Regions from separate parts of the Zea mays genome. Here region 1 is linked to region 2. A link is a contact called in public Hi-C data. All regions are on one chromosome and are shown on one strand. The core of a region is the stretch at or near the end of the contact, and the rest is flanking DNA. Distances in the headings are between cores, read along the strand shown. Region 1 holds the start of LOC100282682 (myb family transcription factor-related protein). Region 2 holds the start of LOC100037776 (plastid phosphate/phosphoenolpyruvate translocator 1).

What was found. Hi-C and Micro-C count contacts between places; a contact is called where the count stands out from the background.
Region 1: a Hi-C map of bundle sheath shows a contact between it and region 2, with 2.3 times the contacts expected there. The contact joins the promoter of LOC100282682 here to the promoter of LOC100037776 in region 2. A contact is called at or near these places in 2 of 25 Hi-C or Micro-C datasets (bundle sheath and leaf).

What each region holds. Positions count from the first base shown.
Region 1 is chr2:177,930,664-177,937,137 of Zm-B73-REFERENCE-NAM-5.0, forward strand. LOC100282682 (myb family transcription factor-related protein) reads left to right here and starts at 2,337. Exons shown (of 6, transcript NM_001155589.1): 1 at 2,337-2,751; 2 at 3,748-3,824; 3 at 3,900-3,954. The coding sequence starts at 2,568.
Region 2 is chr2:177,766,394-177,773,525 of Zm-B73-REFERENCE-NAM-5.0, forward strand. LOC100037776 (plastid phosphate/phosphoenolpyruvate translocator 1) reads right to left here and starts at 5,432. Exons shown (of 9, transcript NM_001112482.1): 1 at 4,997-5,432; 2 at 3,579-3,701; 3 at 3,343-3,495; 4 at 3,155-3,240; 5 at 2,813-2,897; 6 at 2,545-2,664; 7 at 2,385-2,453; 8 at 2,104-2,233; 9 at 1,782-2,014. The coding sequence starts at 5,326. The coding sequence ends at 1,938.

The DNA of each region.
Region 1 (6,474 bases), core at 1,087-3,586, 160 kb after region 2:
GGAGAACGGGCCGACGCATAAGGCTCTCGCTCTCTCTCTCTCTCTCTCCCACACGAACGCTTGTAACCCCCTACTGCAAGCGCATCTATCCGCCCTGGGCGCAGGACAACACGAAGGCCGCGAGTTCCCCTTACTGTTCTCTCCCCTTTTTGTGTCCCGTCTCGCGCCGACCCATCTGGGCTGGGACACGCAGCGACAATTTACTCGTCGGTCCAGGGACCCCCCGAGGTCGAAACGCCGACAATTATATATATAATCTTAGAGATGTTCTAGATGTTTTTGGCTCGTAGAGTAAAATAGTGCTTGTGCTGGCACGACGACTAACATGTGCTAGTGCTATATAGTGCTAGTACGATACGATTAGGTACTATAATGTCGTGTCTGGACCGATGACTAGTCACTAATGCTGACACATCACAACACGATTACTAACATGGCTCATGCTTTATAATGTCAGTGCCATTACCGTGTTGTGCGTTTATTTGGCCATCTATATCATCGGTGAACAACACGACCACAACGTCATGCGTGGGACATCGAGCGAAACAAGTCACTCCAAGAAGTCGTCCTCATCTACGCGAGGAACCTACCCCATCGGGTGCACCACTAGCTGCCTCCTCCCAGTCCTCAATGTCGTCGTTGCCTTGTCCCTAGCCATCTCGGCATGCGTCGAGGCTAGGTCTCTCCTAGTGAGACTGAGGGGATGTTTAGTTTCCCTGACTGAAGTTTAGTTCATATCACATCAGATATTTAAATATCAAATACTAGTATTAAATATAGTCTAATTATAAAATCAATTACACATATGAAAACTAAATGACGAGACAAATTTATTAAACATAATTAGTCCATAATTATCAAATATTTACTATAGTATCACTTGTGCAAATTGTGGACTAATTAAGTTTAATAGATTCGTCTTGCTATTTAGCTCTTATCTATATAACTAGTATTATAATTAGATTTCTAAATAACATCAAACATCCAGTGTGACGAGAAATTTAGTAGGGTGGATCCCAACGCCCCGAGCGGCCGAGCCTGAAACCCAGCGCCGCCATTATCTACTCCTCTTGTAAGCCGTCATCTACGGACGACGTTCTATAAATATTCCACATATAATGAATGTTTTAACTGTCTGGTTCCAGTGGTTTCCCTTCGTATTAAAGAATTTCTAATGTAATCACATGTAAATCCGCGTGTCGTGCTCTATGATTTATTGATTGATTTACTTTGTTTTTAATGCCGTTTCCTAACAACATGGTCGTCGGCGAGCGATGCAAAATTGCAATGTAGTGTCGTACGCGCATGCTGTGTAAATTTCAATCGTTTTGGAAACAAGGATAAGAAACATTTTCTCTAAAAATCTATTATTTATAAGTTAAAGTCAAATGCTAAGTTAAACAGATTTTTTTCTATTTCAACTCTATGATAGAGATTGTATGGTGGAATATGTGGCGTCAAATATTTTTTTTTTGGAATGAAGCAGCCCAGACAAGAGTAATATCTTTGTCCAGAAAGGGTGATGACGTCTGGATCTGGACATGAACATGTGAAAGACAATATTTTGTAAACAAGAAACACAGGAGCAGCAGAAAGAAAAACCCTAAACAATTGGAGAGGAGGCACCCATCAGTCGCTGTTCAGGTTGAGGCCTCACCCTCACATGTGCCGCCGCCCACTCTCGTTTTATATATTTTCTGCAAGCAAGAACTGATTAATCAATTACTATACTTCAGTCCAATTGCCAATTTGGCCCCCACCGAACAGACAGCAGAGGGATGGAGAGTGGGAGGGTGTTTGGTTGCTCCTGCTAAAGTTTAGCCCAGGTTATCAAGCGTTTGACTTTTAAATAAGAGTATGAAATATAGACCCAACCAACTGGACTAGATTCGTCTCGTCTTTTAATCTTTGGCTGACAAATTAGTTTTATAATCCGACTACATTTAATACCCGGAACGGAGGTTCAAACATTCGATGGGACAGGGGCTAAATTTTAGTGGGGTGTAACCAAACACGCCCTGAGAGTAGTGAGAAGGTAGCCCAAGTACAAAAAGGCAAAAGGGTGATGAAATTTCAATGCCCCAATGATTGTTCAGCCACCAACAACTCAGGATTTCATTCTACTCCAATCAAGCGAGATTAAAGAAACGATTTTTTTTAAAAGGTGGTTGTTATTTGTCTCAGAGATAATGATGTCTCTACTGACTTAAACAGATACAGTATTTATTAAGTCAGATGTAATTTTCCATCGACGGTGTCAGAAAAGGACATCGCTCTGCACTAACAAATATCATTACCGCCAATAACGTAATGCGAGTCTTGCAGCTTCAGCCACCAAGAGACCAGGGCTGAACTGCTGAAGCTGAGATAGGATTGAGAATCGCTGCCAGTGGAAAGCGGCACTAGCAGCAGGGCAGAAGCAAGAACCAGCAAGAAAGGGGAGAGAGAAAGCGGAAGGACTTTTTCTCGGATTGGATCCTTCGCTTTTGGGGGAAGGAGAAGGCCCCTCTCTGTCCTCTCTCCATCCTTGCGGAGGGCGCTAGCAGGAGCAGCGGAAGGAGGAAGAGATGTTCCCGCCTGGCCTGATCCACCACCGCCCTGACGCCCCCGTTCCCGGCGATGGGGCGACACGCTCCGGCCCCGGCGGGCCGAGCCTTGTACTGACGGCGGACCCCAAGCCCAGGCTGCGGTGGACGGCCGACCTCCACGAGCGTTTCGTCGACGCCGTGGCCCAGCTCGGCGGACCCGAGAGTGAGCTACTCCCCTCCTTCCTTCCTCTCCAATCTGGCTTCTTTGGTGGTCCGGGTCCTTGCTATTGGCATTGGAGAGCAATGCGTGGTTGCTGGTTAGTGCATTCATGGTGCTCACCTTGGTCTTCGGTAGGCGAGATTTCGTGGCGCGCTCGAGGTTCTGGAACGGGGAATGCACAGGATTGGGATGCATGCACTGAAATTATGGGAAAGTTCTGATCATTAGTGTAGAAATCCTGGAATTTAGGCTCGAGCTAAACGCAAGCCGTTTCTCGTTTGGACAAGTGCACTGTGCATGTGCGGTCAGATCTAGTGTGCCCGAGACAAGATGGTATTGCGGGCGTGCATGAATGATTTTTCCTGCTTTCTTGCTGTGGACCATGCTGACAGGTATGGCATGGATTTCTGCTGCATGTAATAAAGATGGGTCCTTTTGTTGATCACATCCGGTCTTTATATTATGCTGAAGTATGACCTGTACTGAACTACTGATGAAGTTTGATTCTTGATAGCAATACTATGAGGAGGGATTTCTGTTTTGTAGATTTTTGAACTTAATGTTGATCACTGGAACTTGATCAGCTAGCAAAAAGGTGGCCATGTTTTCTGTTAGCTACTTATCAGCATAAGCAAACATGACTTTTGCATATTGCTGCTTCATATGGTTTTTTCTTGTTCAAATTTTAAGTTGCTAGCACTTGATTCTGTTAATTTCTGTATGGATTTATTTCTGGCATCAAATGGCCAGTAAATCCAGCTATACATGCCAAACATTCAAAACTAAGTATGCTTTGGAGTTTTAGCATGATTTTTTATGTGAACTGGGGCAGCAAAGTAGTCATAACTGTCACTAGATCCATTTGAATGTTGAATTGTTACTCTACATGTAGTATGCTATTAGTCACTTGCTATCAATGAACCAGGAAAGCACACACTAATTTAAATTCTAGTTTGCTTTGTTTTGAAAATATTTTTAATGAATGAGATAATCATGCAGAAGCAACACCAAAAACTATCTTAAGGACAATGGGCGTCAAGGGTCTTACTCTTTTTCACTTGAAGAGCCATCTTCAGGTACTTCAGCGTGCTCACATGTTTCGCAAAACTCTAAAGAATAGTTGATTCTAAAAGTTTTTCTTATGTGATCAGAAATACAGATTAGGGAAACAATCTGGTAAGGAGGGATCAGAGCAATCTAAAGATGGTAAGTTGTGTTAATCAATCTTTCTATTTTATTCGGTTGCGAAAGGGCCTCTAGTTGAGTTGGTTATGTGGTCTGAGTAGCACTCCTCAGGTCCTGGGTTCGACTCCCCGTGGGAGCGAATTTCAGGCTGTGGCTAAAAAAATCCCCTCGTCTGTCCCATGCTAAAGCACAGGTCTAAGGCTCGGCCCCTCACATGGGCTTCGATGCCGATGTGTATGGGTGGGGCAGGGATTCGGGGGTTTTCTCGACCTGTGTGAGAAGGTCTTCTTCTTAATACAATACTCGGGGGCTGTCTTACCCCCCGTAGGTTGAGTTTTTTTTATTTTGTTCGGTTAATATTCAATTCTTTTTGTATTATCTTCAAATATTTTATGTTGTTAAAGTTCATTTTTTGTGGTACCTTGTTTGTATGTTTATTATTATTCTGATTAGCTAATAGTTTTTCTATGTTAGCTTTCTCATTTTTTTCTAGTCATGAAGTGATACATGAATATATCATTTGTGTGAGTACATATAGTATGTAGTCTTTTTATGGAAGATGGAAACCGGTGGTAAGTTTGTAAAGGGAAATGTAGCCTTTCCCTAATTGTAAATGGTCGTCTATTATTGATCAACAGACTTTGAAGTGAGGATGCAGAATGAGTCTAATGAGGATGTTATGGTCGCTAGATCGATGAGGGATTGGAGAGGAGTATCGATGGACAGGATAGCTTGGGTTTCGATCTGATCCCATGGCTTCTGTTGCCAATTTCGCGGCGTCATCCTGGCAACCGGCGTCCCCATCTCCATGGACTGCGTCGCATGTCACCTTCGTCACGCCGTCCTGGCAACCGACGTCCCCATCGCCATGGGCTGCGTCGCATGCCACCTTCGTCACGCCATCCTGGCAACCGGCGTCCCTATCTCCATGGACAGCATCGCCTGTCAATTTTTTCACCACATCCTGGACGCCGACGTGCCCATCCCCAGGGACAACGCCAAATTTCGTCACATCATCTTCGTTGACGGCGTCTCCGTCCCCATGGGCGATGCCACTAGGGGCAGCCACGGCCCAGCAATCACCAGCTCCATCGATGGGGAACTTGTGGATCAACATAAGGGTTGATCTCGCAAAGATGCAAGCCATGCTCCAGAAGGTTGAGTAAGGGCTGCTGTAAATCAAGGCAACAGTGCAACATGAGCAGCACAACTGGCGTTGTCCGCACGGCTCCAGACGTCAGCGGCTGTGGGCATACAAGCTGCTGCTCGTGGTTTCCTTGCACGACGGAGAGTGCGGGGGATGCGCCGGCAGATGCTCAAGGCAGCCTTGGTGACGGTTGACCTCGGCACACGGGGGCGCGACCTCGCCCTATCGGACAGCCATCAACAGCGGCACCGGGCTGCTATCTCCAAGTGCGAGCATGGTACGTGTCTCGCGGACGACAAAGTTCAACTCTACGACAGCGGTGGTAGGGACGACACTTCCCTCGTCATCGGTAAGGGCACACTATTTAGCGCCACCACATTCCGCTACCGGCCGCCACGAGGGCGCCTCCGCTGGTTATTGTTGCGACCTACTCCAGGTGCCCGTCCATGTGCTCCCCTTTCGTCCAGATGGCGTCCATGGGATCCAGGTGGCTACACACGTGCAAGTCCAATGCGCGGAGGGTGTCTGCCTTATCTTATGGGATAAAAAAATTCAGATTCGGAATAATAAGATAAGTCGAGATGTAAAAGGCTTGTCTTCTAGGTGTCTGGTTTTGGGTCAAGTAGACTCGGTCTTAGAGTACCCGTCATGCTGCAGCTCGAGGACGAGCTGCTTGTTCAGGAGGGGTGTAGTGTCAGGGCCTAAGGAGGCCCACAGAGGGGCTGCGACAGCAGCAACCATGGGCCCTCCAAGGGGGATTAGATAAGGATAGTTAGAGATAAGATTAGTTGAGATTATTTAGGAGATTAGTTGAGATTATCTAGGAAGGTTATCAGTTAGTAGTTTGTTGAGAGTTTTTAGGAGAGTTTTTAGGAGATACGAATCTCTAGCTAGATAGGGGCGGTCAGCCGGCTTATTTATGTAATCAATGGATTAGAAATAAAGCAGGCAAGAATTAGAAGGGAGAAACTCTCCTCTTGCTTGGCCGTGGACAGAGGCCCCCGGCCGACGTTCCTGTCCATCGATACCCCTCTCCAATCCCTCACCGATCTAGCGACCATAACAGAGGAAGAACAGGAGGAGTCAGAGTAGTTTGTTCTTATGGTGACCGAATATGTAGGATCTTTTAGTCATAGTGGAGCTATGGTTAACGGGAATGCCAGGGAAAAATGACACTGCTGAAATTGCTGCATCATGGCAGTTAGAAGAGAGAAGGGTAGGCCTAGTGTGGTGGTGAGAGTTGTCTCCCTGAGTCATTAGGACACAGGTTCGAAGCAGCCTCTCCGTATTTGCAGGAGCAGGCTTGCCTCCTTTTATCCCTTCCCTAGACCCCACTTATGTGGGAGCCTCAAGCACTGAGTCTGCCTTTTTTTTATGACAATTAGAAGAGAGAC
Region 2 (7,132 bases), core at 4,182-6,681:
GGTAGGAGACATAGTCACGACTTGTCCGAGGCCAACCTCGGGTGGGAGATGAGCCACAACTCGCCCGAGGCCAACCCTGGACGGGAGACGCAACCACGACTCGCCTAAGCCAACCCCGAGTGGGAGATACAGTAACAACTTGCCCGAGGCCAACCTTGGGCGGGAGACGCAGTCACAACTCGTCCGAGGCCAATCTTGGACGGGAGATCCAGTCACGACTCGCCCGAGGCCGACCCCGGGCGGGAAACGCAGTCACAACTCGCCCGAGCCCGACCCTGGGCGGGTGACACAGTCACGACTCGCCCGAGGCCAATGGTAGCAGTACATGGAGTTGTTTTACGATATTGATAATGGTTGCCACACAGATTTTACATATCATAGTGATGTTTGTTGCTCAATATCATTTTTTACTCCCGTCGCAACGCACGGGCACATGCCATACAAGAGGTTCGCGGAAGCGATTATCATGGCCTCAAAGAAATATAAGATTGCCTACAACAAGAAACGTTCTGGAGAGGCAGAGGATATTTTTAAGTGTGAACATACAATTCGAACTGGTGTTCCAATTGACTTAAGAGGGTATTTTCTTCGTACCACCTTCAATTTTTTCTATGATAATCATTATATATAACATAGTTGGCCAAACATTGTTCTACAGGCTTAATACCAGCTACCTTGTTCTACAAGCTATGATCATGTGGTGGGGGGATGACACACGAATGAAATTTATTAGGGTGAGTGTAGTACGTTCGTTTAATGTTCGAACATACATTTTGGTTACATAATACAAATTTGACGTTTTGTTCTCTGCTGTCTTTGTGTGTAGGATGTAAAGATTCTTCGAATGAACTTTGTGATTGATCTGTTAAGTTATGAGGACAATTCGTGTTGATATGTCATCCCTGCAAACATACAACAACGACTTATTGATATCGCTAAAAAGGACTAGATTAGTGTATGGTTGTCGACATATTTGTCTATTATTACAAAATTCTAAATTGACTCTTTAGAAATAATTTGTGTGATATTAATAATGTTTACCACACGGATTTTACATATCATAGTGATATTTTTGTTCCGTTTATATATTTCATACAAAAATTTTTACTCACGTCGCAACGCACGGACACTCACCTTTGTATTCACGTCGCACATCGCCAGAGCTCTAAGTCCATTGGAACCTCACACTCACCTTTGTATTCACGTCGCACATCGCCAGAGCTCTAAGTCCATTGGAACCTCGCAATTTATGTTCCGTGCGAATCTGATTAATTATATCATCAAATGCGTAAAATCATTGGCACATTTGATATATCAACTATGGCTCAAATCCAATGCCTAGTATCATCAATTGCTTAAAATCATTGTCATGTTTGATATAGCAATTGTTGCTCAAAACCAATGCACATCAACTATTTCACATCAATGTCATGTTTGTAGGTTTTAAATGTATGAATCTATATATAAAACATTCATACAATTAGTATACATATAATTGACTAATTGTTAGTCACGATTTAAGATGTTTGGCCGCTCAATCCTGATACGCTTACAAAAAGAATCACAACTATAAGGGATTATTATTTTGTCCATTCAGAGAGGTTTAGCCATCACATGAAAACATATTTCCAAATATCTCTCCAAACTATTGTATCTACTATCTTAATTTAGTGTCACGATTGAAGATAGTCCAATGAAACATCGCAGTTCAGTTTCAGGTCTATAAACAGCAAACATCACAACGACAACCATCCCTGCAAAATTATTAATACACGAACAAATCCGTCCAAAAATGCTAGCAAGTAAATCATAAATTATCCACCCAACTGGTAACAAAACGGAGAGGCTTATCATTCTAACTACGGCACTCACTGATCACTCCAATGACATAGCATAACTTCCAAAGTTCTATTGAATGGACCTACAAATGTATATGATCAAGCAGTCTTGGGCTTGGGCTTAAGTCTCTTCAATTGCGAGTATAGGAAAACTCCAGCAAGAGCGATCCCGGTACCTGCACGAATTTAATGTTTCAATTTCGTGAGAGTGAACATGATAAAATGATTGATTTAGTTGAGGGTAGTCAAAGGAAAAGATGCAGACCAAGAGAGTTGATGGGAGAAACAGGGGTCCTGAAGAACAGAACAGAGGTCACAATGACCACCACACGCTTGACGCAATTGCCCACTGAATGTGTGACTGGGGATACCCTGGCGAGGATCATGTATGATACCTTCAACAAATTTAAAACAATAAGATCAGTAGGCGAACTATGAATTGTTTGAAATGGAACTTGTACAGGCATACATAGTAATCTGAACCAACATTAATGATGTAATCAATGAATAGATAAATACACCAATATTAGCAAGATGGATCACCACCTGTTGGTATGCATGGAAGCAGAATGCAGCAATCAATGACCTTGTGTATACCTGTTTCAAGTTCAAACCCTGCACAAGAAATAATAATATTCATAGATATAGAATTATGCTCAAGCTAGTCTGTAAGTTATCATGAATAAATAAGCAGCAGGATACTCACAGCAGACTGCAACACTGCTGGACTAACTTTAACACCTTCTGTAAGTAAGGTTACTGGGGCCAACAGGAAGAATGACATGACTGTAATGATCGAGAATAGGTTAATGTTGTCGAGAGATTCCTGGTCACAAGGGATGGAAAGAAAGAGGGTTAGGCATACAATCAACATAGAAGGCATATACGAACATACCTATTAAAAACTGGGACTAAACAGATCAATTAGCTGATTGCTTTCATTACCCAAGAAAATTTAATAGTAATTCAGTTACCTCTTTCTTCACCATAAGTTTCTTGCTTAGCACATTCCTTGACTGGAAGGTTACATTTGAAGCCATTGCACTCCAAAATCCAGCCCTGTGTTGAAAATTTCGAAGCTACACATGAGTGTAAAATGGGTAACAAGCCATTGCTTTTAACTTCATATTGGTGTAAGCGCGCACACACACATAGAAACAATAGCACTGGAACAATTGTATAACTAAATTTTGACGTATGGAGATGAATGAAGCAATGGAACAAAAGACAAAAAAAAAGTAATAGAAAAAGACAAATGTAATTTGCACAACAAGCATCCTTGCTTGTATTCAATCTAAGGTGCCTGTATTGTATACCAGTTAAAGGAGGCCTCAGTAAGGGATGCCAAAGCTACACCACCAACAATCGGAAGAAGAGACAACACAACCCATGGCGTAGGCAACTGCAAAATCACTCATTTGTCATAGGAAAGCAAGAAAGATTTTATCATATCGCAGAGAGTTGTGTAGTTACTATTAGGCTTCAGAGTTGAACAGAAACTTACCTCCCCAAGGAAAATTGCTGAAAGGAGAACTGAGAAGAAAGGTTCCATGGCCTTTATAGTATGTGTAAATGACACTGCAACCTTTCCAAGGCTCATGTTTGTGAAAAGATTGCCCATGGTATGGACAATAGCTAGAGGAAGGATAGCGAAAAGCTGGGAAACAAGAACAGCACCAACATTAATTTTGATGCACTGTGTTTATACTGAAAGTTTGCCCAGCAAAACTAAATATTCACCTGGGCACCCGAAATCTTTGGCCTTTTATGGATACCAGTGATCCACATGAACAAAGCAATGGCACTTCCAACAGCAAACTGCACCGTTGTGATGTTTATAGGGTATGGCAAAACCTTCAGAACCTGTAGAGCATAAGTACAGCTTAGAAAGTTGTATGATTTACTGGTAATTGTTGTTGATCATCAAGTATTCCTCAGAAAACTAACTAAAAGGTGACATGATCTACATTAATGAATAAAGAAAGACTACAATCACCAATACAACACTTAAATTTCTCTAAGGCTAGTTGCAAAAGGGCATTTGTCAGTAATATATTGCCTTGACATAGCCACCAGAAAACATAAGGGCTATCTAGGTGGGATGTCAAAACAATGCAAATATAGAAGCAAGATTGTCTTGTGCATACAGCCTGTTAAACACTTAAAACCCTTAAAACTATGGAGATATGGTTGTCTAAAAAATTAGCCTCAGATATGGAACACCTATGAAAGTATGTATCATGACTTAAAGTTGAAAACACATCAACATGGGTGATGTCTGCAGTGCATATACAGATCCTTAAAAAGATGGATGCCCTGTAAAGCTTTAAAAAAGTAGCATATACTTGGTATCTACAGATATACGAAACAAGCATCAGCTTTATCATAATCGTTATTTAGTAGTTATTTAGTAAATATTAAAACTACAATGTAGATACTACCTAGACTTGGTTGTATCTTACAAAGTTAAGCAAAAAATTGTCTAGAAATGTGTGGTATGAGGCAGATCTAAAATGGAGAAAAAGAAACAAAGGCAAAAGTTTTTTTCTGTGTAGCATGCGGAGCTTGTATCAGTTATATATATAGATCATGATGGGTTCGAGCGAATATTTTTGCAGTCACGCAGAAAGTGAGATGGCCTTTATTTAGTTTTAATAGATTACGAGGATAAAAACAAATATCTGTTATAACTGATTCATAAATTTCTCAAGAGAAAAGGCCACGGCCAACTGGCTCTTCACTTAACCTAACGGAAGTGTCCAGACTCCAGATGGAAGATGCTCCAGCAAGACAGTTTCAACATAGAAGGACAAAAAAAAAGGTATGTGTTGACACAATCACTCCGCCTCATAGAAAGAAATTTTTGAAAAAAAAAATACATGAACAATTGAAGGACAGCTTCTAACAAGGACATGCATGAAAGGTGAAAAGTTTGTCTTTGACTCGGATTTGAGTAAGGAAATTGCATACTAATAGAAGGATCTGTCCTTTGCACGCATGCACAACACCGAAATAATCATTAGGAGCACTTGATTCACCAATTTGCACACTTGGCTCTAGTGGATCAGAACCGAATCACTAGTGCCCGCGCATCACACACACACACAACAGAGGGACAGGGAGAGACATCAGTGTTTTTTTCCCGTCAGTCAGCTCACCTGCTTGTTGTAGATGTTGAAGTAGATGTTGAAGAGGTACCAGAGCCCGAAAAGCGCCCCCAGCTGCAGCGTCTTGGCGAGCCCTCCCCCAGCTTCCTCTCCGGCCGACGCCGCCGCGTGCATACTGGCCCTGCATCTCCGGTTCTCCTTCTCCTCCAGCGGCGAGGCCGGCACGAGACCGGGGCGGGCGGAGAGGCGGATGCCGCGGGGCGTGATGAGCGGCTGGGTGCCGCCGCTGCACGCGCCGGCGCCGCGGCGTGGGCTAGTGTAGGCGGCGAGCGGCCGCGCGGCACATGGCCGTAGGAGCCCGATGGCAGCCGCGCTCTGCATTGCCCGTCTCGGGGAGCCGCGGCCTCGCCACCGAAGAGTGGATGGTGCTCTGGAAGAGGCGCGCGGAGGGCTCGAGGCGGCGGAGATCACGAGGTTTCCACCGGCTCGGCGAGGCCTGGCGCTGGCGAGATTTGGAGTTAGGTAGGGGCTTTATGCAGCGACGAGGCCGCCGCGCTGAGCTTGTGGGGCCGTTTGGCAGTGGGCGGATGGATCCGACGTGGGCTTGGGCCGTGTCGCCGCGACATGGAGCGCAACGAACAGCTGTCGTTGCCAAACAAGCCGTGCGAGCCCCACCGGTCGGCGTCGGATTCACCTCCGTGTGATCCGTCCAGTTCCAGCCTCCAGCAGTGGCTAGCTTTTTGTTGCCTGCTGCGGCGGGTGGTGGACCGGAGCGCGTACGATGCGACGGTCTCGAGGAAAGGAGGGAGTCGAGGGCCCCGCAACGGAGACCAGGCCCATGCCAGCTCTAATGGCTTAAACTGGCGCTCAAATTAAAATATGAAAAAACTACTCAACAATGTTTTATTTTATAAAATTTAGTTAAAAAATTATATTGCACCCTCTCAAATATCTCAAATATACTACAACATAATAGGCTACCTTATAATCTATATTTAAAATTTTACTGTTATAGAAAAAATATTTTATTAGTATTTTAAATCCTACAAAATATACTTGTTTTTAAATTATAGAATATTTTATAAGTCTCATGGTTGGAGATGCTCTAATCTCACCCTGCATCACATATGGGGAGAAAGAGCTCCAACACCTCCCCACATCACATATAGGGGAGAGAAGAAACTTCCTCATATATGAGACGGGCTAGACCATCTCCAGCAAATCTTCTATTTCATCCTCTATTTCAAACTTTACTCTGTCAATAGTGTCAGACAATATTATCGATAGTTTAGTATTCCCTATTTTACACTAGAGACAGTCTTATAATCTCTCTCCCACACTTTAATTACTTTATTTCTTTATGATATTAGGCAACGACTGTTATGCAAGCAGTACTTCTGTGCAAGTGTGCAAGCAAATCATCTGATCCATTAGATTACGATCCAACCACAGATACAACCATGATTTGTTAGGGTTTTTTATAAAGATTATTGAGCTAGAGGTGGAAGGGTTTAAGTGTTAAATGTAACCTATGGTTGGATCACGATCTAATGGATCAGATAGCTTACTTGCACGCTTGCACAGAAGAACTGCTTGCATAGCAGTAGTTGCCATGATATTAATCTCTTTGAAGTATCATAATCCGAAAGCAATATATATTATGGTAGTACAAATAGTCTATGGATTTTTTAACTTAAAAGCTAATGAAAAAATATTAAATAACTGAATTATAATATATAGGGACGTTGAATATGATGAACGATTGATGATATAATAAAATATAATAGAAAAATGTAGATAAAGAAAGAAACGTGAGAAGAATGGTTGGATCGTTGAGATGGCCGAAAGGTCGCGACCGTGACATGCGACCATCACTAGCAGTCTAGCATAGGGATGGCAACCGTCTGGGAATAGCTCCCCATTTCTGTCCTTATGACGAAAAAATTTCTCCGCAGGGATCTTCATGAACACTTGTGGGAAACATTTTTTCCACATCTCCGTTCCCCGCAGGGATAAATCTCTACCGGGGATTCTCATCCCCGTTTAAATTATAATTAAGACATACATTCTTTGTTATTAATGATAAACATTGTCACTTATACATATTGTCAGATTAATAAATCATTATGCATACATCAAAATGAACACATTTGTACAATTAGTGGTCTATTGACAAGGTAATTATTT